Regions from separate parts of the Danio rerio genome. Here region 1 is linked to region 2. A link is a contact called in public Micro-C data. All regions are on one chromosome and are shown on one strand. Each heading gives the region's core, a stretch centred on a gene start, on an enhancer-like site or on the middle of the called end of the contact. The rest is flanking DNA. Distances are from core to core; before and after follow the strand shown. Region 1 has its middle 24 kb from the start of bach2b. Region 2 overlaps bach2b (BTB and CNC homology 1, basic leucine zipper transcription factor 2b).

What was found. A called contact is a pair of places that touch in the nucleus more often than the background predicts.
Region 1: a Micro-C map of caudal fin shows a contact between it and region 2, with 20 times the contacts expected there. The contact joins two enhancer-like sites. A contact is called at or near these places in 11 of 18 Hi-C or Micro-C datasets (caudal fin, embryo, fibroblasts and 3 more) and 1 of 4 datasets of contacts at active chromatin or transcription factors (caudal fin).

What each region holds. Positions count from the first base shown.
Region 1 is chr20:26,760,131-26,767,447 of GRCz12tu, reverse strand. No RefSeq gene overlaps it. Among named protein-coding and RNA genes, the nearest start is that of bach2b, 24 kb to the right of the region's middle. Within about 2 kb of position 2,812, at least 4 of the 62 cell types and tissues checked have an H3K27ac peak or open chromatin away from gene starts, as enhancers often do.
Region 2 is chr20:26,596,884-26,603,717 of GRCz12tu, reverse strand. All of the region lies in intron 3 of bach2b (BTB and CNC homology 1, basic leucine zipper transcription factor 2b), which reads left to right. It also overlaps a transcript of gja10b not described here. Among named protein-coding and RNA genes, the nearest start is that of gja10b, 23 kb to the right of the region's middle. Within about 2 kb of position 4,422, at least 7 of the 62 cell types and tissues checked have an H3K27ac peak or open chromatin away from gene starts, as enhancers often do.

The sequences.
Region 1 (7,317 bases), core at 1,563-4,062, 170 kb before region 2:
TTTCAAACAATGGCACTAAGAGGACCCTGAGCTAATACTGGTCTACAATTTGGATGTTTTCTGCTTGTTAGTCTAATAATACAGTATTTTCATCCCTCTTTTTAACTTATTTATACTGCTGATACACTGGACAAATTTTAGCGCAATGTTGCCAGGCAATTTTCCCTGCTGAAAAATTCAGCTTAAAACAGCCTAGGCTTGTTGGCTGGTTTTAGCTGGTTGACCAGGCTGGTTTAAGCTGTTTTTTCAGTAGGGTTGGGAAATGATGCCATCAATTGGCAACCAAGTGAGACACAGCAAATAATTGTTTAGGCAACCGGTTCCAGATACAATTTTGGTGCCCTATATCCCAATAGAAAACTATAGCCATCAGTCTGCATATTGCCTGTTAACATAACATTGCTCAAAATGTTGAACTGGGAGTGTTACGTGTGTGTGCATTATTTTTTATAATAATTCAAATGCACATCGTCTTTTCCTTTCTTATCCTTCGCCGTTCAGGTAAAATATCGAGCATGACTAATTTTGACCACGTGTTACCCCATTTGTGGTTTTATAGATATTTTAAAAAACGTTAACATGTTTAAAAGCTAGCATGTGTGCTATCAAACTACACAAAAAGTTAGCTTCTCTACCGTTTACTTAGAACCATATCGTAATAAAAAAAAAACATTTCATTCTGAAATGGTTATTTGTGCTGAGGGTTCCCGCCTTTTAAACCTCTTGACTGTTAAAGGCGCCTTATTTTCTCGAAGCATCAAATACACAGACTGTCGACACTCTCAACAGGTAATTTATTCCTTTCTTAAAACTTCTACAAATTTACATTTTAGTCCTAGTTTCAATCGCGTCTTATTGTATTTCAGTTAACCGAACTTGTTCGTGTGAATATGTTCAGTTGTGTCAGCTGTTTTCCACTGGGTAAGTAACAATCCTTCTTGTAAATACTTGTTAATATGCATAAACATATTTAGACACCAAAATATAAAAGCTAATATTTCAAGAATTTTTATAATTTTAACAGTAAATGGCTCTCTCTGTATCCATCTGTTGATTTTTGCTAGCATTACTTTTGGCCCTAATAAGCAAATAGCAGTGCACCGTAACACCCTTTGTATTCATGTGTTGTCGTTTTTAAACAATTTACAAGACAAGACATAAACTGAAATGTATACTAAAATGATTAATTAAGCTTAAGTTACATATTGACTTGTGTGATTTTAAAAGCATTTTGAATAAACCTACGAAACAAGGACAAAGGCTACACCATTAAGTACAAGATTTTTAATCAACAAATATTGTTTATGTAATGGGTTTTTCCTTTGGAAGCGAGTAGTATATCATTGTTGTAACCATCTATTGTTGGCTTGTCTAAAAATAAATTATTATTATTATTATTATTATTATTATTATTATTATCTATTTAAATAAGCCACAGACAGGCTTTAACTATAAACGAAATGTTAACGTTTTTATCTTGTAATGCCACTTTGAACCAGAAGAGGACGATAGAGGCTAGATTATTGATTTCTCTTCATTTGCGCAAACTGTACAACCCTTCATCTCAAACAAAGGAATCTGGTGTGATGCTGATATGGGTGATAGATGCTATATATAAAGTGCACAGCATAAATGAGTACAGTACAACCCTTTTAAAAAATTAATATTTTATCAATTTTTCATTTAATACAGACAATACATTTTGATACATTTAAACTAAAGAGTTTTAGCTAACAGTTAGATTAATAAGAATACAAGTCTGGTCATCAAACACCATAAGGAATATGAAGATAATACATTAAATTTAAATTAGGTATTGAAAAAAAACTACACGTTTGTTTTTTTATGTTTTTCTTTATTTTTCCTCTAATATTTTTTTATATTTTCTCTTACATATTAATTGGGGTGTACTATTATTTTAGACCATGATCTAAAGGTATTTTTGTTAAATTAGCTCTAGTGTTGACTTTGGTACTAACTAATCCAATGCATTTACACATATTGTAAAGCATCCTATAGAAATTTTTAACTTTAAATTACACATTGTGCATATATATCACCCATGTGACTCTGATAAACAACATCTTGCATCAATTATTCTTTCGGAAAAGACCATTACTTCTTAACTAAAGGATGTAGTAAATTGAAGTTATTCCACTTACCAATAAAAAAAAAAAAACTAACACCAAACATCTTCAAATGATGGAAAAATAGAAAGCAGGTGTGCATTACATCCTAGAATAACAAGTATTGTGCAAATGAGGGTTAAATGTTACCTGTGCGTCACAGTTGCTGTCACGCCATGTGCTGGAGGATGGAGTGACTTGAATCAAACTCATTCAATCTACATGACGTCATCATATGAAGTATTGTGCGTTGTGGTTCTCCGGCCAGTGTTAAGTGTTCGGGATGCTGAGAAGGGGACTGAGGTTATTGTTTAGGGCCCGTCGGATGAGATGCTGTCATCGTGGCCTTTTGTTTTTTGTTATTCTGAGCATTGGCGAGAAATGAGAAACAGCCTACGGAGGGTTTAGGGTGACCGGAGGGACCCAGGGCTTCAATGAGGTCATCAGGAATGGTTACACATTACAGAAACTGCAGGGTAGCCTTGACATTTCTGTGTCGCAATTAAAATGCGAGTTAGAAGCTGATGCAATAAATTCAGACGAGTTGTTATTAGCGATGCGTAGCACAGCTCTTTGTTTTTTGTCAGCGGCGTTCCTTCGAAAAACACATCATCATTCTCTTCTTTCTTTGTTGGTGACAAAGTTTCTCTGAAATGTGCATTAGATCTCCCTCTTCCTCTCCCCCACTCTTTTTCTCACTGTAACCATGGTAACTGCCTGGAAATAGGCTAGGAATGGTAGAGGTGGTTGCAGTTTTTAGTAATGGCCAGAATTTGGGTCATAATATCTGTATATCAGTCTATAAATTCCACAGTGTTCCAGATAACTTATTTCATTAATCAGAATGATTCCCTGGCCAGCCCTTTGCAAATGTGGCTATGGGCGATTCTTCACATGCATGCGAGCACAGCTCCTTCGAGACCCTTCAGAGGAGACAAAGAGATCACTGCTGCTGCTTCGGTCTGAGGGGTTCTATTAAGGGTTTTATTCCGTTTCTTCCTCCTGCACCTACGTTCTTTAAAAAAAGCTTTTTAAATGGCATGTTTCGGTTATAATCCAAAAATGTTAATTTTTCCACAAACTAAAGTGCTTCCAAATTTTGAGTTTCTTTCTTCTGCTGATCACAATAAAGGAGATATTTTGAAGGGTGTTGGAAACTGATACCCACTGTCGTCCATAGTGAAAAAAATACTATACCAGCTACCCGATTTGAACATTCTTTAAACTATATCCTTTGTGTTCAACAGAACAAACTCATCAGGTTTGGAACCACTTGAGGGTTTTAGGTGAGTAAATCTGGGTGAACAATGCCTAGTTCATAAATTGTCACATTGGAATTATATGGTTCTATTTGCGTTCTAACCAAAACAAACAACGTCATCTCAACACTAGTCCTTAAAGGGAAAAAAGAAATCTTTAGTTAAACACTGAGAAACAAAAAAAGCATTATGATTACAAAGACCACCCAACTTAGTCAGAAAATACTGACAGCAAATGCTTCCTGAAAGAACAGTGTAAAATGACATATAAAAGCTCAGGTGAATTATGTACTAAAGGGAATTGTGTGTATAAGTGTATCACCACACTATCTGCTTTCTAAATGATTTTGAGATCTTGAGATTCAAAGTTTTTGCATGTCATATAACAAACAATATGTGTAAGTTCTCTTTCATACATTAACATGACAGAGTCTCTAAATGTACTCTAAATGTAAATGATCAAAATTTTTTTTTTCTGAAACATCTTTTTCCTGCTTGCAATTATAATATTCTATCTGGCAAATTTAATTGACGCCTTACTCATAAATGCAATCAGTCTGCTTATTAATTTAATTTAAAAAAAAATTGGCATTGTAAAATTATGTTGGTATTTGAGAAAGTAACATTTTTGCATTCTACAACATTTATTTAATGTTTTAGGATGAATATTCTTTCTTGTTCAAATTAAGCAGACAAGGCTGTGCTAAATATTTTGTCCAGTGCAGATGTTAATTTTACATACTTTAATATGGTAATATTTATTGTTGTAATTAAGACCCCATTAATTAAATTAAGTACTTAAAATCAAATGTAAAGACTTAAAGACAGCAAATGAGTTCTTTAACAAAGTTTAATGAACACTGAAAAATGTTTCACTGACTATCCGCTTGTTAACAGTGACATCACGCGAAGCGGCTTCCTGGTCCAAGCGTTCTATCAAACTGTATGGGGAGACTCATCAAATTGTAATAATAAACGTTTACAAAGCGCTGAAGTATAAATTTAAAAATCACGATCGAAATTTATACATCCATGCCTAATATCAGATGGCCAGAAAGTGATAAATTTTTTATACATTTTTTTAATTTTGGTATTTGTGATGCAGCAAGTCTAGAAACTATAGTGTACACTGATTTTATATAAAATTCACTTTAATGTGTTTATAAAGTTTTTAATTTTACCCCAATATTTTGAGTGGAGTTTCTGCGCCAGCCTGCTGGTACTGACGCCACTAGGGGTTACACGGTCTATTATCCCATTTTATGCTTGAACAACTAAATGAATGCTTAAGTTTATTTAAATGATTGTATTTTAATTACATTACGATGCTGTAAAAGGAACCCTATAAATGTGAAAATAGTCACAGAAACCTTTCACCCGAAGTTTACCTTTGGTCTAAAAATCACTAGCTGTACATATAGCCCATTTAACTACAATATATAATATTCTACACTCTTAGAAAAAAGGTACACAATGGTAAAAATAATGTTCCTTAAGGAACAGTATTATACCTTTGAAAAAGTTGTATGTTAAATGGTACAGAAAAGACCTCTTATGATACTGTGCTGTGTACTGTATGGGGAGACTCAAATTAATAACTGTGTACAAATCGATGTAATACTTTTGAAAATCACGATCGCAATATATTCATCATTGCCTAGTATCAGATGGCCAGAAAGTGATGAATTTTTTATAAATTGTTTAAAATGTTGGTATTTTGTGATGCAGCAGGTCTAGAGACTGTTGTGTACACCAGGGATGTCAAACTCAATTCCTGGTGGGCCGCAGCCCTGCAGTTTATTTCCAACCCTAAATAAACACACCTGATCAAACTAATTGAGTCCTTCAGGCTTGTTTGAAACCTACAGGTAAGTGTGTTGGAACTAAACTGTGGGCCCTCCAGGAATTGAGTTTGACATCCCTGGTGTACACTATGATATTATATAAAATTCACTTTATTGTGTGCTAGGACTAAAAAATGTCCATAAATGAAGATTTTCTCAATTCAAATGAGTGAAACAGTATTCCATATGTCACTGATACGTCATGGCTTAAAAAGCGGATATATACACAAATAAAAATATTTCACATTTCTTATATTACTGTTTTTTTTTTAACAACCGAGCAGTCTGGTGAAATGACAAAAGAAAGTTGATCCTGATGATTGTGTGTGTTCGAAATGCTGCTTGGCTCACAGAAAGAACCTTATAGAGCCAAGCTAGAGTTCGACTTTGTAGATAAACCTTTTCTTTTTTTTTTAAAGTCTTAAAATGTAAACAACTTAGAAAACATGCAATTATGTAAATGAGTTGTCATTTAATAGGAATATGTAAATAATTCAGTTTTGACAAAAATGTCAGATAGAACCTTATAATTCTAAGGTGATGAAATTCTATTCACTGTAATAAATGAGATTATTAGAAAATTAAAAATTGGCACTTTGAAGAACTTTTTTACTGAAAGGTTCTATGGTAAACCACAAAATATTAGTATATAGCAATGGTCTCAAACTCAATTTCTGGAGGGCTGCAGCTCTCCATGGTTTAGCTCCAACCACCTCCAACTCACACCTGCTTAATAGTTCGTTGTAGTCTTGGAACACCTTGATGAGTTGAATCAGCTGTGTTTGATTAGGGTTGGAGCAAAACTGTGCAGAGCTGCGGCCCTCCAGGAATCCAGTTTGAGATCTATGTTCTATGGCGTTTCTGTGGAAAATAAAATAGTTATTTGTGTGATTGTATTGTATTGCGAACATTATAAAGTCTTCTGAATCTTGGTTTGTCTCTAATAGTATAGTAAGTGGTTTATGTATGCTGGTAAGGTGCTGAAGATCTTTTTAACAAGATGCGTGCTTTCTCTCACTCAAATCAGCACGTGTAAGATGTGAGATGTCGGCCCTATTTTAACACTGTTATTTTCACACACTGCGATTGTTGAATCTGAGTCCCTGTCGCTGGTTTGAAGGAGGCTGTGGATTACTGACTATTCCAAGTAGCTTTTCACTTCACACTTTACATATTTCCAGCTTTTTAAAGTGTGAACTCAAAAATATATATCCATTTTAGTATCAGTTTTCAGGTTTTCTTTATATCACAGGCTTCGCTCAGTAGGTGTACATTTATGACATTTTGGGTATCTTCTTCACCATGATTTTACTAAAATGAAACATCAACTAATGTTTAATTTGAATATATAATTAAATATATGCACACAGAGATCATTTTCAGCCAACCAGCCTGACGGCATCCAGTGAAGTGTCTTTCCATTACAAAATCGCTGCGTTAAAGATATATATATATATTTTTTTTTTAATCGGTAATCTTAACTGCCTAATGGATTTTTTTATATAAAGTGGGTCTCAGACTGGACAAGAAGCACTGAATTAAATTCCATTTTCCTGCCACCTCTTTAAAATATGGAAATTCATTTTACCCCAATATTTTGAGTGGAGTTTCTGCAAATTTTTTTTTTACATTTTTTAAATTTAAAAGCATATGTTAAAGAAACTTATAAACATGAATTATTAAGTAATATAATGCAAAACAACTGGCAAAACAAAACTATAGGTATTGTAAACTAAACATTTAAGGCATTTTTAATAAACATTTGGTAAGCATTTTCTGATAAATACATTTTCTTTATTGATATCCGCACCTTTTGGTGTTTGCTGTCCACTACGCACTTGAGCTAGCAAAAGTCCTGTGTTCATGCAGACATTTTACTATTATAAAACTAATTAAACAGTGTGCATATCTCGTAACAAAACGTTTGCATAATTCTATTTCTATTTTAAGTAAATTAAATTAAGATATTGGAGAAAAAAAAAATTATTTATGAAAAGTGTTGTGAAATGTTTAACAACAAAAAAAATCAAAGGATCTCATGATTTTTTAAAAGTATTTTTATTCTTTATTGTTAATGGAATTTATTGT
Region 2 (6,834 bases), core at 3,173-5,672:
ACACCTGCTATTCAGATGTGTGTTGGTTGGTCCAAACACAAGTAGAGGAAGGCATTTTTGCTTTGCTCTTTGATTTAATCAGTTTCTTTTTCCAATTTTGACCATTTGTTTCTTTGAGGTTACAGATTATGAGTATGTGTTTTTCTGCATCTATTATTGCATGATTAAACTATTTTAAAGTTTAAACCAAATTTGTTTCAATGCCAAACCCTATATTTTTTGTTTTTTAAAATCAAATAGCAAACTGGAAAGACATTTATTATCTATAAAAATAATATATACAACTAATAAAAAAGTATAAATAACAGTATTACTGCACAATTTCATAATCAAATCGTTTTCTAATCTTCACAAATCACATGTTGTCGAAAGGGTCTGAACGTCACAGCACAGACCTTTTGTTTGGACCTAAATAGTCCACAATATTTGTGATTTACATTACAAGCTTGTTGCATAACTTGGTTAGACATGTGGATTTGGTATTGTAGTAATTTTAGATTTCAAAACTTTCAATTTTTTTTCTATTGGAAATAATTAGTGCAGTACTTTATTAACAGTAAGCTTGAACGTTTATATATTTATTTACTTTTTCATTTTTGTAATTGCTTTTAATTTATTAATGATCTGCTTAATGTTTACTTTGAAATGAGACCAACCTTTGGTCTGTACTCCTGAGCATTTATTAATTATAATAAGCAAAATGACAGTTAACAGAAAGAAAGTGTTTAGGGTTAGAGTTGGGGTAGATGTAGGTAGAGCTTTATTGTCCCATTAACCCTTCAACTACCCCACCAAGAAAAAAAAATCCTAAAACATCCTAATGTCACTAGTTAACACACTCATTTTTTTTCTCTTTTCAACACATCCCATAATTTCTAAAATGTCAACCTCTACCAAATGTCGGTTTATGGTAAAAGTACCGGAATTGATCCATATACTATAAAAAATCTGAAAATATGAAGTGTAAGACCGATTTATTCCAAAACATATTCATAATAAAACATTTGTGAATACTAAATCATCCTCATTTTTTGAAGTATGCTATTAAATATTTCAGATTCTCATTTAACATTTGTTCCTGTTGTTATTGTTTTACAATAAAACAAAAATCAAGTGTAGTAGTGCAGCAGGATTATGTTTGTTTGATTTTTCTGTAAACCAACAGTGCTGTGTGTGTAAACCATTATTTAAAACAGTCATTATTTAAAACATGATCACCCATTTGGTAGACCAGACAGTTAAAGGGTTAAGCAACATCCATGTGATGAATATTAGCATTTGAACTAAGCATCGTATTATTGAAAACTGGTTTTTACTGTCATACTCAGACGCTAATATCTGCTATATTAATAGATAGTGTATGTAGTGTCTATCACTTTTTGCACTTAATGAAAATATTTGCTCTCTTTTACTTTTATTCACCTTTAAATGAAGCTTACCCAGAATGTTTAACAATTAGGTCAGTAGGCAGAGAGTAAGTGGTGTGCTGGAGCTGTTTTGTTGCCATAAATCACATGAACATTTGAAAGCAATCCAGTCAAAAACATTTGAAGTGGAAGTGGACAAGCGCAAAACATTTCAGACTCCATTTACACCTGTATTTCACATCACCTACTTGTGATCAGATAGAAAAAACACACCTTAACAAGAGGTCTAAAAATACTGATCATATAGACAACGCTTTTTTACACTGGGCATGTGGTTGTAAGCCATTCTCAATGTCAGTTAAGCTGTGAGAGTTGAAAAAGGTCTGTCCATCATTTATTAATGAAGCCGTAGAGACAGAACGGGTCGACCTGCCAGTGCTCCAGGCCTCCTGCTGCTCAGTGCCAGACTCGGCCAGATCCACACTTTCATCTTCTCTCAGTCCTGACCACAGTCACCGTGGGCTTCCCTGCAGAGTGGCCACTTCACATGGATGAGTAGCTGCACTGCTGTGGTTCAGGTTTATGGGGTCATAATCACTCTAAACCCATGTGGCTTCCTAAGTAGGACACTACTATAGCTGGTATACTGCTTACATATGGTTGCCTCATTCATTGCCATCACACTCTATTGTATGTTATTTTCTTGGTATGGCCAATAACCTATACATTTCTTTAAATCAAGTGCAGGTGCATGTGAATTATAGTGATAAATCATTTTGAGATTTGTTAGTGTTTTAATACTGACTCAGATTCAACTTTATTGTCTCGTTTAGGGAAACTAAAATTGCAGCAAGGTGTCATAACACAGGCGAAGTTCCTTGTACACATTATTAAAATATTGCCACAAAACATACAATACATAATTTTTTAGATGCATCTCCTCCTCTTCACTGGACTCATTTAATGACTTAATGGCCACCATTATAATATACTTTCTAATTCTATTTGTCCTGCAAATAGGAACTCTGAAAAGATGTCCTGATGGCAGTGGCTGAAACACAGAGTACAATGGGTGATCCAGGGTCCATAAGATACCCTGAGCTCTCTTTAAAACATAATAACGCTAAATTACTATTAGACAAGTTTGGTTAAAACCCATGATCTCGCCTGCCACCTTCACAAGGCTACTCAACCTGTTCTCGTTTGACAGACTCAGAATATCGTACCAAGTCACAATGCAGGAAGATCAAACGGATTCAATAAATTGTTTATAAAACAGTGCCAAGTGTGTATGACAGACAATATTTAAAAGTAATATTATAATAAGTTCAATATAATTAATTCGAAAAACAATATTCACAAAATCTTCTGTGTTCAAAACAAAGTAAATGGATAATGGGTGAGTAAATGATGGCAAAACGTTGCTTTTGGGCTGATCTATCCCTTTAAGTGGTGAATATGGTGATGGTGAAAATAGTGAAATAGGTATTTAAGTATTAAGTTATTCTCTTCAGAGATTTTTAAAATTGGGTTATATTTTATACAACTATATATTTTATATATTTGTGAAATTATAAAAGCTTATTTATTATGTTAGAATTTTATAGCAGAGAAGAGAGAGAGATCTCTCTGTATAGTTTTTTATGTTCTTGTTGGGTCTGACAGTTGAATTAGTTTGTACTAAATTATGTACTGTCGATGTGTGTGGTGTAATTTGAATGGATGGCTGAAACTATTTATTAGCAAGAATGCATTAAACCGATCAAAGGTGACAGTAAAGACTTTTGCAAAATTGTAAAAATATTTCTGTTTTAAAAAAATGTGATTCCTTTGAACTTCCCCGAACCACCAAATATTATATATGCAGCCTTAAGATCTCATGTGGGACGAAGAGGATTAAGAAGAATTATCATTAAGTTTTGAACATTATTAATAAAAAATCAGCATAGTAAAATCATTTCTGAAGGATCATGTTGCACTGAAAACTTGAGTAATTTTGGCTTTGAAAACTTGAGGCTTTTACATTTCTAATGATATTAAAAAACAAGTCAAATATTTAAAGTTATAATAGTGCACAGTAATACTGATTTTACAACACATTCTTCATCAAAATCTGAGCCTTAGCTACTTTAAAATAATAATAATAACAAAAAATAATAACCGTATCAAGCAAGGATTTTACTGACTCCAGATTTTTGAGTCATGATTTGTAGAAGAAAACTTCTCTGCTGATTTCTTTCAGAGTTTCTGAGTAAATAAGACAAAATAAGTACAGTTTCATCTGAAGAAGCACTGAATAACCAGAACAACGATTTCTAGTGTTCAGCAGGTTCAGATTCAATCCCTCCCTCAAACCCCGATACTTTGCACTTGAGCAGATTCATCTACAATCAGCTCTCTCTCTCACTCTCTCTCTCTCTCTCTCTCTCTCTCTCTCTCTCTCTCTCTCTCTCTCGCTTTATTAACCCCTTTTTTCTCCTCATGACACTCATTCATTCATTTCTCCCTCGTGATCTCTCTCTCTTTTAGACAGCAGCAGGGTATCAGATATATGACATGCCCTCAGAAAGCCCTCCAGACCATGATGGAGGAAAGTCAAAGTGATGTCTTATATATCAAATGGCTATCAGGCTTATTCTGGAAAGAGACATCACTTCACGGAGTGTGTGTATGTATGTATGTGTGTGTGTGTGTGTGTGTGTGTGTGTGTGTGTGTGTGTGTGTGTGTGTGTGTGTGTGTGTAAGCACTGATATGCTCTGAATGAAATGACAGCTTAGCTCGTTAGCAGTTGTAATTTGCATACTCATGCCCTGTGGTAAACACCTGACAGGAATATGAAATAGAGGAAGAAACGGCTGAAGCAGCTGTGCTAATACACCGCCATTGGCTTTTTTTATCTTATTTCTTTGAGTGTAACAGAAGGATGCTGCTTTCTTGTTCTTGTTCAGTCTTTGTTCTTGTCTGTCTATCTTGCTCTTTTGACCTGATGGTTGTAAGTGATGTAGGTAAGCTCGTGTTTTTAGAGCTCATCAGAAATGCTCTTTGTACGTGTGAAGAGCGGTGTTCTGCTTCCATCTAGTGGTGATAAAATGCTTTGCAGCCTATATTACGTTTGGTGTATTTTTATTTCATCAGAAAATACTCCTCAGTGAAGGTCAATAGAAACATGTTCATGTTTGGCATAAAAAGCAGCAAATCGAGTTGGATTCTTTTATCGTGAGCTCCAATGACGTAAACACCACAAAACAATGGCAATGCATACGGTATTGTTGTGGTTACAGTTTGCTTCATATAGCTTTGATAGTAACAGCATAAAGTTAAAGAAACAGACTTTATTATTAAATTGAAATGTGCACATGTATTCAGGCCAGTTATGTTAATACCCTAATCATGTAATAAAGGTGTGTTTCTAATTTTCTAATTAATTTAACTGCTGGGCAATGACCCTGTTTAGTTGTAATCTTGTAAGATAGTAAGATTAGGATAAAACCTTCCTCCAGCAGAAAGAAAGGGGCAACAGTAAAGATTTGTCTCTCAAAATCTTATCATAAATCACCATTTTATATATATATATATATATATATATATATATATATATATATATATATATATATATATATATATATATATATATATATATATATATATATATATATTTTACTGGTCAAAAGTTTGAGGTCAGATTTTCTTATTCTTTTTAAAGGCGGCATTCAAATGTCAAATAACTGCTTTCGTATTGTTTGTAGTTTCAAATGAAATTATTACTCCAGTCATTATTGCTTTTATTACTATCACCATTAATAATATTAATTATAATTATTATCATTAGAGTGATTTCTGAAGGATCATGTGACTCTAAAGACTGGAGAAATGAAGCTGAAAATTCATCTTTAAGATCACTGGAATAAATTATTAAATAATAAACTACTTTTGAACAGTTACTTTATGGTGCAATAACATTTCACAATTTTACAATTTTTATTTTATGATCAAATAAATGTAGCCTTGGTGAGAAGATAATCTTATTTTAAAATCCTACTAACCCCAAACTTTTGACTGGTATATAATATCATTGTCTGTTGGTTTTAAGAGCTTAAATCTGGGGTGTCCAAACTCAATCCTGGAGGGCCGGTGTCCTGCATAGTTTAGCTCAAACTTCCTTCAACACAACTGCCTGGAAGTTTCTAGTATACCTAGAAAGAGCTTGATTAGCTGGTTAAGGTGTGTTTAATTGGGGTTGGAACTAAAATATCTAGGACACCGGCCCTCCAGGACCAAATTTGGACACCTCTGCCTTAAATGAACATTAAAACATATGTTGTCATGTATTATTACATAATAATAATAATAATAATAATAATAGTAATGAAAGAGAGAGGATACATCTATTATGAACTATTGGCGTTAATGTTGTAGTGTTCTTATCTGATATTTATGTGATTTTCACAATGTTACAATTGGTGATTTACTACATTAGTTCAGACTATTTGACAACATAACAGTTGTACTCAAATAATGCACATAAAACGAGGGTTACATGCATACCTTTTTTCCAAACGTATTCTTTTTGGCTGTCAGAAAAGTTTTTATTGTTCATTAGACAACTCCACTTATGTCATCATCTTTATAGTTGAGGTGTGATGATGGAATCAATAACTATATTGTTTTAAAAATGATTCAGAAGTTCACATTTATTTATTGCTTCATAGTGATTGTGGCATTGGGCATGCTGTCCCGGGAGAGAACCCTGAGCTTGGAGATACTTGAGCTCAAGGCTCCTGCCTGATCATATAGTATAGTACAGGGATTCCCAAACTTTTTTTATTCCGGGACCCATCTAGGCAAGTAATTCAATCTCAAGACCCACCATAATATTTTAATATGGAAAAATGGTTAAAAAAAAAAAAAAAAAGTCTCCATTCAAAGCAGTCAAAAATATATGGTGTGCGGCTTTTTGGATTTTGCGATTTGATATGCACAAAATTAGGCTCGAAGTGCTTTTTGTGGGCTGCTGGCTAACTGATAATTTTTTTGTTGAAAAAGATACTCTTCTTTTTTTAGAAGAGAATATGATCGAGCCCCTGGATTATGATCAAGCCCATTGCAGTAAATTCACAGTCACATTGCAGTAAATTCCACTGCTAGTGTATAGTCATAAGAAACTAAATAGCTTTTTGATCGAATACTACAAGCTGGGAAAAGGTCAGATAAATATGCCGCTGCAATTAACGTTATAGCTGAATTGATCTAATATTTACACATTTGCTTGAGGAAGGAATGATGGGGGTAGTTACATTACTATTACTATTTTAAATAACATCTATGCCCTTCCATAACATTAGGTGACGTTAAAACTAACAGATAGCACTATAGCTATTTATTGATTAGCAATCTGTCAACGTTGGGATGTAAAAAATATGGGACAACAAATAGCTTCAAATGATAGAATACATAGCAAACATTAGA